Linked DNA regions of Sus scrofa: region 2 is linked to region 1. The links are chromatin contacts, called in public HiChIP or PLAC-seq maps. All regions are on one chromosome and are shown on one strand. The core of a region is the stretch at or near the end of the contact, and the rest is flanking DNA. Distances in the headings are between cores, read along the strand shown.

Evidence for each region. HiChIP or PLAC-seq counts read pairs in DNA pulled down with a chosen protein or histone mark.
Region 2: an H3K27ac HiChIP or PLAC-seq map of skeletal muscle shows a contact between it and region 1, with 2.1 times the contacts expected there. The contact joins two enhancer-like sites. A contact is called at or near these places in 1 of 47 Hi-C or Micro-C datasets (embryonic fibroblasts) and 1 of 2 datasets of contacts at active chromatin or transcription factors (skeletal muscle).

What each region holds. Positions count from the first base shown.
Region 1 is chr10:53,349,342-53,355,773 of Sscrofa11.1, reverse strand. No RefSeq gene overlaps it. Among named protein-coding and RNA genes, the nearest start is that of SKIDA1, 22 kb to the right of the region's middle. Within about 2 kb of position 4,038, at least 52 of the 83 cell types and tissues checked have an H3K27ac peak or open chromatin away from gene starts, as enhancers often do. A contact at or near this core is called in skeletal muscle, where this site is marked.
Region 2 is chr10:53,497,784-53,504,069 of Sscrofa11.1, reverse strand. No RefSeq gene overlaps it. Among named protein-coding and RNA genes, the nearest start is that of NEBL, 100 kb to the left of the region's middle. Within about 2 kb of position 3,724, at least 21 of the 83 cell types and tissues checked have an H3K27ac peak or open chromatin away from gene starts, as enhancers often do. A contact at or near this core is called in skeletal muscle, where this site is marked.

The DNA.
Region 1 (6,432 bases), core at 2,789-5,288:
AATTTTTATCTCAAATCTGCTTTAAATCAAGATGAGCTGAGCTCAAGCAGAGGCTGGTGAGAAAGAACCTTCTAAAAATTTTGCTCAACTCAGCAAATGCTTTAAAAATGAACTAATGAGCACTATCTCTCAGTTACCTAACCAGGCTCCAAGAAGGATGGCCTCTCTGTATTTTGATTTAGAAAGAAAGTGCTCAGGCTTGTAAGGAACAAAAAAAAGAAAGCCTCCATCCTTACCCCCGTCCCTCTCCAAAATCTGACCACTCCGTTTTCCCCAGTTTTTTGTTGCTGTTACTGTTTTTTGTTTGTTTGTTTTTGTTTTGTCTTTTTGCCGTTTCTTGGGCCGCTCCTGCGGCATATGGAGGTTCCCAGGCTAGGGGTCTAATTGGAGCTATAGCCGCCGGCCTACACCACAGCCACAGCAACGCGGGATCCCAGCTGCATCTGCAGCCCACACCGCAGCTCACGGCAACGCCGGATCCTTAACCCACTGAGCAAGGCCAGGGATGGAACCCATAACTTCATGGTTCCTAGTCGGATTCGTTAACCACTGAGCCACGAGGGAAACTCTTGTTACTGTTTTTTTTTAGTAAGATCTGTCTCCTTTCTTTTGCCTTCTTTCCCTCCTTGTACATCCACGACCACAAGTTTGACTAAACAGTATTTTCCACGTAGGATCCTTCTTAACACATCAACGTGGTAAGGGGACACCCACTCTCCTGGGACTCGGCCCACCTGAACCCCCACCCTACCCACCCCCTTCTGCTCTTCCTTTTCTCTAGAGGGTTTCCCTAGGGACTGAGCGCGCGCGCGCGTACACACACACACACACAACTAGCGGTAGGCTGAGAGTTTGCTCCAGTGCCGCGCAGTGTGTCCCCAAGGACAACTGAGCGTCTGCAAGTGCTTCTTGTGGTCGGCTTGGGGGGATCTCCGAGCTCCCTGCCTGGCGGCCCAAACCCATACCCCTCCCGCCCCTGGCTGCGCGGGAACCTGAGTCTGGGAACAATTCAAAGCACTCAGAGCTCCCAATACCCAAGCACCGACCCTTGAGCCCGAGCGAAAAAGCGCGGGATGGAGCTTGCACGGTGCGTGTGGCCTCGGTGTGACCCGTGAAGAGACGGGGTGCGCGTGAAAACCCACGAGTCGCGGGAAGAGGGTGGTGAGCGGGCTCAGTCCAGGCCGCCCCACGCGCTGGGGACGCCGCCAGTCCAGACCCCAAAAGGAGCGAACATGCAGATCCGTTTCCCTCTTCACCAGAGAGCGGGCTTCTCGTTGAGAAGGAAAAACACCAAGAAAGAGAGTCAGCTCCAGAGCGTTTGTTTGGCTTTTCGTCTGTTTGCCTCCCAATTAAAAAGTGGCCGGCTAGGCGACAGCTTTGCGGTTTTCACTGTGTAAAACGGATTAGAGAGAAAGCTCTAGCCCTTCTCGACTTTCGCTTGCGGTTTGCAACCCCCAGGGTAGGTGTGACCCCGAGGCACCTGCCGGAGCGAGCATCTCCCGCTGTGGCCCGACCCAGGGCTCGGCTTCTCTGGGGCGGAACCCAGCAGGGCGGGGCCTAGGCTGCGCGCGGGGGCACTGGCAGGTTCCCACTGTGCCCATAAACTTCCCTCCCGCGGCCTTCGCTGCCTCCCCTCCCCCCCACCCCCGCCCTACCGGCTCTGGGACCCAACTTGGAGACTCCGGATCCTGGGTGTGCAGGAATCCTGGGACAACCCCAGGGGGGACCCTCTCCAGGGCATGGAAGGAAGAGCGGAGGAAAGGAATTTATTGCAGATGGCACCGGAACCAGAGTTGGCTTGTTTGTGCCCCGCTCGGGGCTCGTAGGTTTTCCCCAAGAATCTCGAGTTCGCTGAGGTTACTTATACCCGAGAAACGATGAGTTTACACGCACAGGCACGTTTAGTTAAAAAAAAAGAAAGAAAATCTGCTCTTCGATACTCTACAGGTTCCTTGCTTTCACCAAATAAACAAAGCATCGGAGCCAGAGTAAGCTGAACCTGGAGATAAAGAAGGAGGGGTTTCCTACGGGGCCCCAGCGCCTTTCCGTCCCCTTGCACCCGCACCTTCCCAAGAGTCTGCAAGTTGTGGGCGTCAAATGCTATTCCCGTACCGGCCAGTCTCATCCTGAACATTTGGAGTAGAAAGACCCATGGACAAGTCAACAACCCTTGGCGACCCTTTCCCGCTGGCCTTCTGCTTTTAATAAACGAAAATAAAAGTTTGCTCTTCAGTTAAAGAAACGCTGTTTTGGTCTTTACGCCCGGACGCGTGACTTACGCATCCTTTTATACCAGCAGGGAGTTATCAATTGTGGTTGTCGAAATCGATACCGGGGCATCCACGGACGAAGACCTGCAGGTAGTGAGACCAAGGGATCAGGGAAAGAGTAGCAGGAACCAGCAGACTCCGACAGTTCGGGGTGGCCAGGCCAGCTTCTCGCGCGAGGCTTGCGGCGGGTGGAAGCACTGCTGCGGAAGAGCCGAACGCGCGGGTGGGAAACGAGGCCGGTTCCACCTTAAGAGCCGGTGCGGCGCGGCGGCTGCGGAGGCGCACGGCACCTGCAGGAGGCGCTGCTGCCCCGCTGTTCCGTCCGCGTCGCGGTGCGCCGCCGGCCTTGCAGCTCCCGGGCCGCAGTCCCCGGAGGGGGTGGGGACGCTGGGGGAGGAAGGGAGCGAGTGCAGCCGTTAGGTAAGGAACCCGAGCCCTCCGGATTTTGAAGCGGCCTCGGTGAGGCGTTTGCTGTAGGGAGCTTTCCGTCATTCGGCCGCGAGAGGAAATGTGGCGAGGCACCCTCCCCTGCCCCCACCGCCTGCCTTCCTGCCTCCCTCCACCTCTGCTCCCCGACCCCGACCGTGCTTCCCAGACCCTTTGTTCTCGAGGTTGGAAGCTGCTGGGTGGGGGTTCCCCGGGGAAGAGGGGCCCTTGCGCCACTCGGATGGGAAGGGAAGGGACTCTCGCCTCGCCCCCCACCCCGCCCTCTTAAGCCGAGCCCGCCTGGCCCCACAGCCTCTTCTCCGCGTCTCAGTGCCTCCTTTCCGACCCTGATTCCCCCAGCTCCGGCTCCCAGGCCTTCGCCTTCTGTTTACCCGCCTCCCCTCCCACTTCTCGCCACTCCGAGGTCTCCGGGACGAGGGTGGGAGAGGCAGACGGGAGGGGTGGGAGAAACCGTGTCGCCTCCGCAGCGCGGAGAACCCCCAGGGATCCTTTCAGGATGTGTCCCCTAGGACCCGCCGCAGGGGCAGGGGTTTCCCCGCGTCGCCGCTGGGCGGAGGCTTGACCCAGCCGGGAGGCCGCCCGGCGGCGCCCCCACCGCGCAGCCGGGGACCCACGGGCACAGAACCTATCCCGCCGACGCAGCCAAGAGAGGGCCCCGCGCGGCTCGGCCTCACGGTCCGGACCCCTGCCCCCAGGTGGAGAGAAGGGGACACCGTACTTCGCGCCGAGGGGAGGCGAATTGCAAACAAACGCCCCCTGCTTCCCCCACCCACCCTCTGGGGCGCCACCCGCATCGCCTCTCCGCCGCGCGCGACCCCGAGAGCTCCCGCGATTGTGTCTCCTTGAGTAGTTACAATTGCACGCCGCTGATTCCTTACTCGGGCGAAGCGTCGCGGAGGGGAGCGAGGGCACAGGGATGCGGGGGGAGGGGAGAAGCCGGGCGGGAAAGTGAGCGAAAAGGTAGGGGGACGTGGCTGGGCGGCAGAGCAGCGAAGGGCCTCCCGGAATCCCGAGTCCGAGCCCAAGAGGCAGGACAGCCCAGCAGGCCGGTTCCCTGGCCCGGCAGCCGCAGCCCAACGACCGAGCCCTCCACGTCCTCAGCTCTGGGGATGCGTCTTCGCAGAGCGCTATCCACGCGCCTCCCACGCTCACGACCCTGGAGGGGGCTCCACGTGAGCCCAGGTACAAAATCGGTGTCCCCTCCCCCCGGAAATTGGACGCAGCCTGGGGCCGTCAGCTCGAGGCTGCCTGGAGTCTCCTCAGGCCTCTCGGAGTGGCCCTGGACCTCACTGGCTGATCGAAAGCTGCGCCAGCAGTTCTCAAGGCAGCGGGTTCCCCGGGACACACCCCGTCTCCACCCCCGAGAGCTGGCGGCCAGCTCGGGATGCCAGGCGGCCAGGCGGGCGCCTTGCCAAATTCCGCGTTCCTCTCCAGGAGACAGGGAGCTGCGTCCCAGGCTCGGGAAAGCCCATAGTTTGGGCTTGGGACTCGCTTGCAAAGCCCCCCCAAGGCGCCTGGGACGCCTCTGCAGGTTGAATTCCTGCTCCGTATCACTTCAATTTTAATTAATCTTTTAAAACACCGCTGTCACGTCGCTTGCAGAAAATTAATCAAACCTGAATCCTTGTTGCATAGCAAGAATTTCGATCTGAGTCTTTTAAAAAGGACTTGACTTTGCAAAGTCACGTCTTTTATAGTTCCCTCATTCCCCCTTTAGCAAGGGAAATATTGCAAAAGTCAAGACATGTTTGTTTGGTTCTTTCTATCTTCAAAATGAAATTTTGCTGATTTTTTATCTTTATTTTTTGTCTTTGAACCAAAAAAAAAAAAAAACCCGAGATAAATTGCCTACCTTTGTTAATTCAAAATATAATTACTTTGAATGATCTTTGTTTAAGAGCCCAGATAAACTAAGATAATCTTAATTTTAATGTGACACGACCCCTATTTTTCCTTGTGAATAATGAGAATAAAGCAGTCATTAATTAATACCAAGATATCTCCATAGAAGATGGTATCTGGTCTCATGGAGATGCTGAAACATCAGTTGTATTAGTAATTGATACTGTATAATTGAACATGAAGATAGTCTTCTATTTTTAACCTCAAAGCTCAGAGTTTATTTGGTGATTACTGAATTCCTAATAATTAATTTTTGTTCCTTGCATAAATAATTCTCATGATTCCCAGTTCCCATGCAACAGAGAGGCTTCTCTTTAAAATCTGCCCCTCAAAATATAAGATTGTGAACCTGTATTGTGCAACAATCCTTTCTATTCCATAATTTATAACATATTTGGTCTACTTTTATGTACTCCTGTTACATTTCCCTTTGCTGTAATTAGATGCTGAAAATTAGAATACAGCATAATAACATCTTTAACCACAGTTTTGTCTTTCTGTATTCTATCAGTTAAATTTAATATATAATACTTAAGACTTCCAATCTTTCAAGTTTTTGAGATTTGAGGATAAGGTCCATTGAAGAATCAACATTTTTTGTAATGTGAAGTTGCAATGGACTATACTCCCACCTAACACAGGGCCCACTCTATTTCACACTTTTCTGTGGTTGAGAAGAGATTTTGCTCAAACACATTCTGTTTTTCCAACTTGAACATCAGCTCTCACCGATTTCCTGGATTAAATTCACATTTAACAATTTTGACATTAAAAAAAAAAATCCCCTCCTGAGAAACAGAGAAGTCTTCTAAATAATAATGGAAATTTAGACCCCAGCTTTAAGGCATTTAATCATTTCTTAGCATCAATTCACTGATGATCCTCACTTTTTATCCAGTAGAGGAGGATTATATATTTTCTCTTACACACGCACAAAAGCTCCCTATACATTTCTCCAGCCTGTCTCCCCAAATAAATATAAACTGTTTTATACCACATAAATATTCTTAGTACCTACCCTTCCAAATTCTTACCCTTTACTTAATTGTCAGTGCGAGTCCTAAAGTGATGGAAAGAATATTGGCTTTCCACTTTTATTCCCCCCCTTGGAGCAATTAAAACTTTAGGTCAATATATGATGGAATAATTCTCTCCTCTTGGATTTTATAATTTCCCACTATAATTTAGACTGAAATGGGATTAAAACAGGATCTAGAGTTCTAATCTTGGTTGATGTTTTGGTGTATTCACCGTAATGAGTCCTATTCCCTGGGGTCATGAAGCTCCCAAACGTCAATCAAGCAAACTGATTCAGAAATGCCATTGTTCGACTCCCACGTCACTCGCCTTCCTCTCATTTTATTTAACAATACCAGAGTTCTCTGATCAGTCATTCGGAATATGAGGCATTATCTGGGGAGAATTCACAAAGTGTCTTGATCTTTCTTTGGGAGATACTGTTAAGGGGTTTCCGCAAAGCAGAAAGTGCTTGTTTATATTTCTGTCTTTGGACCACACTATGGATGGAAAGAACCAATGAATACCGCTTGAAAGAAAATCATACCGTAAATCCGTCAAAAATTAATTCGTCCAGTTGAATGTTACATTTCTATTTTCGTGTTGGAAGCACCCTGACTTGTCACCGGAAGAGAAGTATGACCGGGTGTGGGTCCAGTTGGCATGCCCCCGCTTTCAACCCCGTCTGTTTTACCCCATTTAATAACACTAATGTGTTTAGTCTACACTAGTTAACCAAGAATTTATTTGGGGACGAGGAAGAGCCAACCTTTGCCCCTGGGGGGGGGGGGCGCTG
Region 2 (6,286 bases), core at 2,475-4,974, 150 kb before region 1:
CCTTGAGCTACCCAGTCCCCATTTACACCTGTCACTTCCCAAGCCTTTGCCCACTGTCTCCATCGCCTGGTGAGCAGAGTCCTTAGTACCTGTTTGAACAACTATTCCTCCAACTACCCTACAGGCCCCTATCCTCATTCATCCCCAGTCATCCGCCTTGGACCTTAATCTCCCTCCTAGGGCACCTGAGTCCCCCAGCTGCACTTTCCGGTTACTTCCATCCCGCACCCCACTGCCACCCCCACTAACAAGGCCAGGTGCCCAAGGCATCATTGTGCTCAGCATAACCAGGAGACTTTTCTGATGTAATTTCTTTTCTTGACCAAAGGGATTTTTCACATTAGCAGTCAGGGTTTAGATTGCCTGTGCTACCCAAGGGAAGTCCAGGCAAGACCGTAGAGGGACAGGGGTTCATTCAGAAAGTCCTTGAGAGCCTGACAAATGCGAGGCACTGTTTTCAGTTCAGGTGAGCCCAGTGCCGAGCTAAGGCTCACGTTCTTGGCCGGTGGTCCAGCGGATGAGCCCACTGGCCTCCCGAGTGGCTGCTCAGCCCTCAGGCATAGGTTGGCCTGGGGGGGTCTAGGCCCCAGAAGCCAGTCACCAGTGGGAGCAAGAAGGCTGGTGGTGACGGGAGGGGGCGGCCAGTACCAAGTGCATCTAAAGTCCCTTTTGCTGTTTTCCTTCAAATAACTTTCAAAGGGGAAGACCTTAGAAAAATCTGAGAGCATTCAAAGAACAAAGATGTGAAAGGGGCTGGAAAATAGGACCCATGAGGGCTGGAGGAAAGAGGCTATGATTCTTCGTCTGAGGAAAAGAAAGCCTAGAGCGGTTTCACAACGGCCCGCAAGGTTTAAAGGGATATTCCTCAGAGGATGGAGACCAGCTGCTCACGGTCTCCAGTGAGGACAGAACAAAAGGAAATGAGCTTCAGCTTCCACAGCAGTGACTTCAGCTAGAAAATAATCTCTGCCAATGAGGACACCAGGCTTGGGATAAGTTATCAAGGGAGATCAGGGCCTTTCCTCCTCTGAGTTCTTCAAAAAATGAAGGAGAAGCTCCTGATGTGGCTCAGCGGTGGCAGACCTGACTAGTAACCACAAGGACACAGATTCCATCCCTGACCTCGCTCAGTGGGTTAACGATCCAGCATTGCTGAGGCTGTGGTGGAGGCCAGCAGCTGCAGCTCCGATTCAACCCTTAGCCTGGGAACCTCCATATGCCGCATATGCAGCCCTAAAAAGCAAAACAAACAGACAAACAAAAACGAAGGAGCCCATCCTTCTGGGCAAGTCAGGTGTGCTGCTATGAACAGGCAGAGGACAGCAAGGGTCTCCTGCCTCACCAACCACAGGAGCCTATGACTGTTACAAAGAGCCGGCACTTTTGTCCAGCAGCATAATAGTTTTTTGCACTCTGACATTTGCAGAATTGAATCAGAGGAGAGGTAAAAAGAGAAGGCATGCAAGGAATGAGAAAAAGGAAGAGAAACTAAATCATTTTCCATGGCAGAGGGAGGGAGAAACTGCAAATAACCAAACCTGGGCTCTCAGTAACTGTCAATTTCTCAGGTAAGAATCCCCCATTTTTCATATGATAATTACCTTCCATGTAAATATACTAATTGGCCAATCTTTTCCTCTCTTTCCAGGTTCCCTGGCATCCCTCTGTACGCTCCCTTTAAACCTTCAATGTTAGTCTGTTTCATTTCCTGCACAGCAAAAGCCAAAGACAGATTCTTGCTAGTTGAACCCAAGGCTTTTTAAATCCAAAGTCAGAATCTTGAGTATGACGTTACCTTTCTATTCAAACTTGGCAACAAATTCCTAGGTATTTTATTTATTTTTAGTTCCTTATGACACTTAGGGGTCTCTCCAGCCTTTGGCCTTTTTCATTAGGTCCAACACTGAAGGCTGGCTCCTGTGTCCCAGAGCCAGTGTCTCAGAATCTGATGGGCATCTAGGGCCAGCCATGCCCACTGGGCTGCAGTGCCCAGAACACTCCCCACCTCTCCATGGACGAAAGGCTGCTCCAGGAGGCAGCCAGCAGCTGCACCCACAGTGCAGGAGTGTGACATCGCCTGCACCTGGCATCTGCTCCTGCCCAGAGTGGGCCTGAGGACAGACAACTGGAAGGAAGAGACATGTCTCTGAGTCTCAGCCGGCATCTGATGGTCTGGCCCTGCAGGACCACCGTCCTCAGGAAGCTGCAGCTGCAAGTACCAGGCTGCGAGTCCCATCAGAGCCAGGCCTTCTCTGTCCTGTTCACTGTGTGTGTGTCCCTAGTGCTCAGAACACCACGGGGTGCACAGGGGGGAGAGCATCAGGACTGATATTTGATGACTGAACAAACATGCCAGAGCAGGAAAGGGCCCATCCCCACTCCCCATTCCAGGCAAAGCTCAGCATGCGGCCCTTCTCAGGCTTGTGGGCATCCTTAAAGACCTCCCCTCACTATCTCATTTCCTCACTCCTGGATATAAGTGACTTATTTTCTTTCTTTCTTTCTTTTCTTTTCTTTTCTTTTCTTTCTTTCTTTCTTTCTTTTTTTTTTTTTTTTTTTTTTTTGCTAGGAGTTAAATGGAAGCTGCGGCTGCCGGCCTACACCACAGCCACAGCAATGCGGGATCCAAGCCATGTCTGTGACCTACACCACAGCTCACAGCAACACTGGATCCCTGACCCACTGAGGGAGTCCAGGAATTGAACCTGTATCATCATGGATCTTAGTTGGATTCGTTTCCACTACACCACGAGAACTCCCTCTTTTTTTCTTTCTATGGCCACACCTGCAGCATATGGAAGTTCCTGGGCCAGGGGTTGAATTGGAGCTGCCACTGCCGGCCATAGCCACAGCAATGCCAGATCCTTAACCCACTGGATGGAGGCCAGGGATCGAATTTGCAGCCTCACAGAGACAATGTTGGGTTCCTAACCTACTGAGCCGCAACAGGGACTCCTAAATACCTTTTCTGATGAATTAGTCCCTGCTAAGATGTTAATGGGTACTAATGGGTTAACTCCCTCCCCAACTCTAGGTCTGGAGCTGACCCACCCCCACCGACCCTTGCACCAGCCCCTCCCCTGCTGGGTAGTGGGCATTCATCCTCAGATACAGAGAAGAAAGTCTCCTCCTCCAGCGTGCCTGCATTCTTGAGTTGATGCCAAGAAACCTCCAGCTGGAGCAGATCCAGTTGAGTTGGGATTTCACTGCCAAGGACAGATCCCGCTGGCCGCCCAGGAGCTCGCACTCACAAGGCCCTGTCCAAGGAGAGTGAGCACAGAGCAAGGCCTCAAGAGATGCAGAAGCAAGAGGGTGGCATTCGGAGGCCTTGGGAAGCCCTGTCATCACCCCAAGCTTGGCTGCCAGAAAGCCGGTGTCAGAGGAAACGGGCTGCGTGCGGCGTGAGACCAGGGTAAAAGCAGCCGACTAGTGGCAGCTCCCGCTCCCCACCCAGCTGTGTGCGCCCAGGGCCACCTGGAAGCCTTTTCAAAGCAGACCCATTGCACCCTGGTTCAGACCTACCAACTGCGTCAGAATCGAAGAGGTAAGGTCCCAGAGTCTGTGTTTTGCTGTGATTCTGACATCCAACCCCATTTGAGTCACTGCCCTGCTGGCTGACTGGCCTACATTTCTTGACCTACAGTTCTTTTTCCCCTTTAGGAGGGAAGCTGGCTCTCAAGTCACTGTCAGCGTCCCTGAGGCTTTCCTGTCCTCTGGGTCACACATGAGTGAACATCCCCCAACAAGAATGTCCACTGAGCAGCTGAGAACTGTGATTTGTCCTCTGTTATGAGTTAGGGGGTGAAAGGTAAGTGCAAAATTTTGTTTATTCAAGAAATCCTGTGTTTGTTTGTTTTTTTTTTTTTCTTTTTCGGCTGCACTTGCAGCATGTGAAGTGCCCAGGCTAGGAGTCAAATCGGAGCTGCTGCTGCTGCTGGCCTACCCCATAGCCACGGCAGCGCCAGATCCTTAACCCCTCGAGAGAGGCCAGATGTCGAACCCAAATCTTCGGGGACACTGTGTCAGGTTCTTAACCCGCTAAGCCGCAACGAGAACTCCCAAGAAATTCTAGCACCCTCTCTGTCATAGACAAGGGTAGCCACATTCCTTAATTTCGGGAGCTGAAGGTCACGGTGGGAAGCTGGACACGTAAACAGCTGAGTGGGAAGAGAATGCTGATGGACGCAGCAGTTCCCCTGGGTGGAAACAACCCTTGGTGGGACTGAGAGGATTCTGCTCCTTTCACCACCCCTGCAGCCTCTGGTCCCAAGCACATTGCTGGCGAGGGGACCTTTATAGCTCTCTGGGGTTGTCTTTCTCAGTTTCATGCTCGGCTAGCTCAGGCCCTCGCCAGGGCTTATTCGCCTGCAGTGGACTCTTGGCCGACTCCATGGGATGGAGCCCTGTGCCTAAGCTCCAGTCTGAGGACCTGAGACTCCATCTCTTTCTGTGGCCCGGGCATCATGCGACACCTGCCTCTGATTCCAGTTTCTTCCTGGCTTCTCTTGGCCCCTCTCCAGCCCCTGAACCCTAGCCCCTGAGCCTCACAGCTCTGCACTGCTGCCAATTCCCTTGTTCACATTTCTCCCCCACCTGCCACAGCCCCACCCACTGCCTCTTGCTGGCTCTCCATGACCCTAGTCACCTGCCCTCAGAAATGTCACGGCCCTGTCACCTCCATCTCCTGAGAGCATCCTCTGCCTGCTTCATTTCCTACTGTTCCCTTCATCTCATTTTATTTCTAATGGGAGCATCTGATGATATGAATTCTAAGTGGAAAGCACACACTTGGAGGGTTTCATATATAAATGACTCACTTTTTTTTTATTTACTATTACTGCCGTGCAATTAGTTGCCCTTAAACCAGTGAGTTCTCCCAAAACAATGCCTTTTTTTAAAAATGCCCTTTAAAGGTTTTCACCTCTGCAAGATTTCTGTTCCTTGATAATAATGGTGGTTACTGCTTCGTTTACAGACCTAAGGAGTTAGAGAATGTGCATTTATAAGAGTTCTCATCCTTCACTAAGCCTCTTAATTACCTGGGATGCTTTTAAAAAACACAATACCAGGCCTCCACCTTCAGATACTTCCGTTCAGTCGGCCCAAAGTTGGGCTCTGCATCAATATTTTAAACACACCTCCCAGGAGAGGCTGATGTGCAGAAAGGCTTGAGATTCACTGATTTATAGGAAAATCATTCATGATAAATGTATATTCAAAGAGTCGATTCCTGAGCGTCTCAGTTTAAAGCAGTGGCTCCTAACCAAATCCCTCTGAGGCAAAGCAAAAGGTCTTAAATCCCGCCCTACCTCCACCCTCTCCCAATTAATCACCAGTAGAAAAGAACTGTGATAAAGAATTGAAAGGCAGAGTTCCCTTTGTGGCCCAGCGGAAAACAATTCTGCCTAGTATCCATGAAGATGCTGGTTTGATCCCTGGCCTCGCTCAATGGGTCAGGGATCTGGTGTTGCCCTGAGCTGTGGTGTAGTCACAGATGCGGCTCAGATCTTCCCTTGCTGTGGCTGGAGCGAAGGCCAACAGCTGTAGCTCCAATTCGACTCCTGCCTGGGAACCACGTACCGAGGGTGCAGCCCTAAAAAGCAAAAAAAGCAAAAAAAAAAAAAAAAAAAAAAGAATTGAAAGGCAAGAAACCCGAGATTTCACTTTCAAAACAATGCAATATATGCCTTCAAGGTAACCTAGAAATTCTCTAACTTGCTAGTGTTTTATAAGTTATTCAAAGATAAATTATTCAGAGAAGACAAATTTTGGTAGCATCTGGCTACTGATGTGTTCCTGAAGGAGGAGCTGTTAGGGGGATTATATAATCATTCGCTTCAGCAATAAGCACATAGATGAATAACCCACCCATGTGTGGATTAAAGACTAATTACTGGGAAATAATGGGTCAAAAATACTGTTCATAAAAACATGCACCTGCTGGGAGTTCCTCAGTGGTTAACGAATCTGACTAGGAACCATGAGGTTGCAGGTTCGATCCCTGGCCTTGCTCAGTGGGTTAATGATCCGGCGTTGCCGTGAGCTGTGGTGTAGGCTGCAGACTCGATTCAGATCCCAAGTTGCTGTGGCTGGTGTAGGTCAGTGGCTACAGTTCTGATTCGACCCCTAGCCTGGGAACGTCCATGTGCTGCAGGAGCGGCCCAAGAAATGGTAAAAAGACAAAAAAAAAAAAAAAAAATGCACCTGCAGAGTTCCCATGGTGGCTCAGCAGAAACAAATCTGACTAGCATCCATGAGGACACTAGTTCAATCCCTGGCCTTGCTC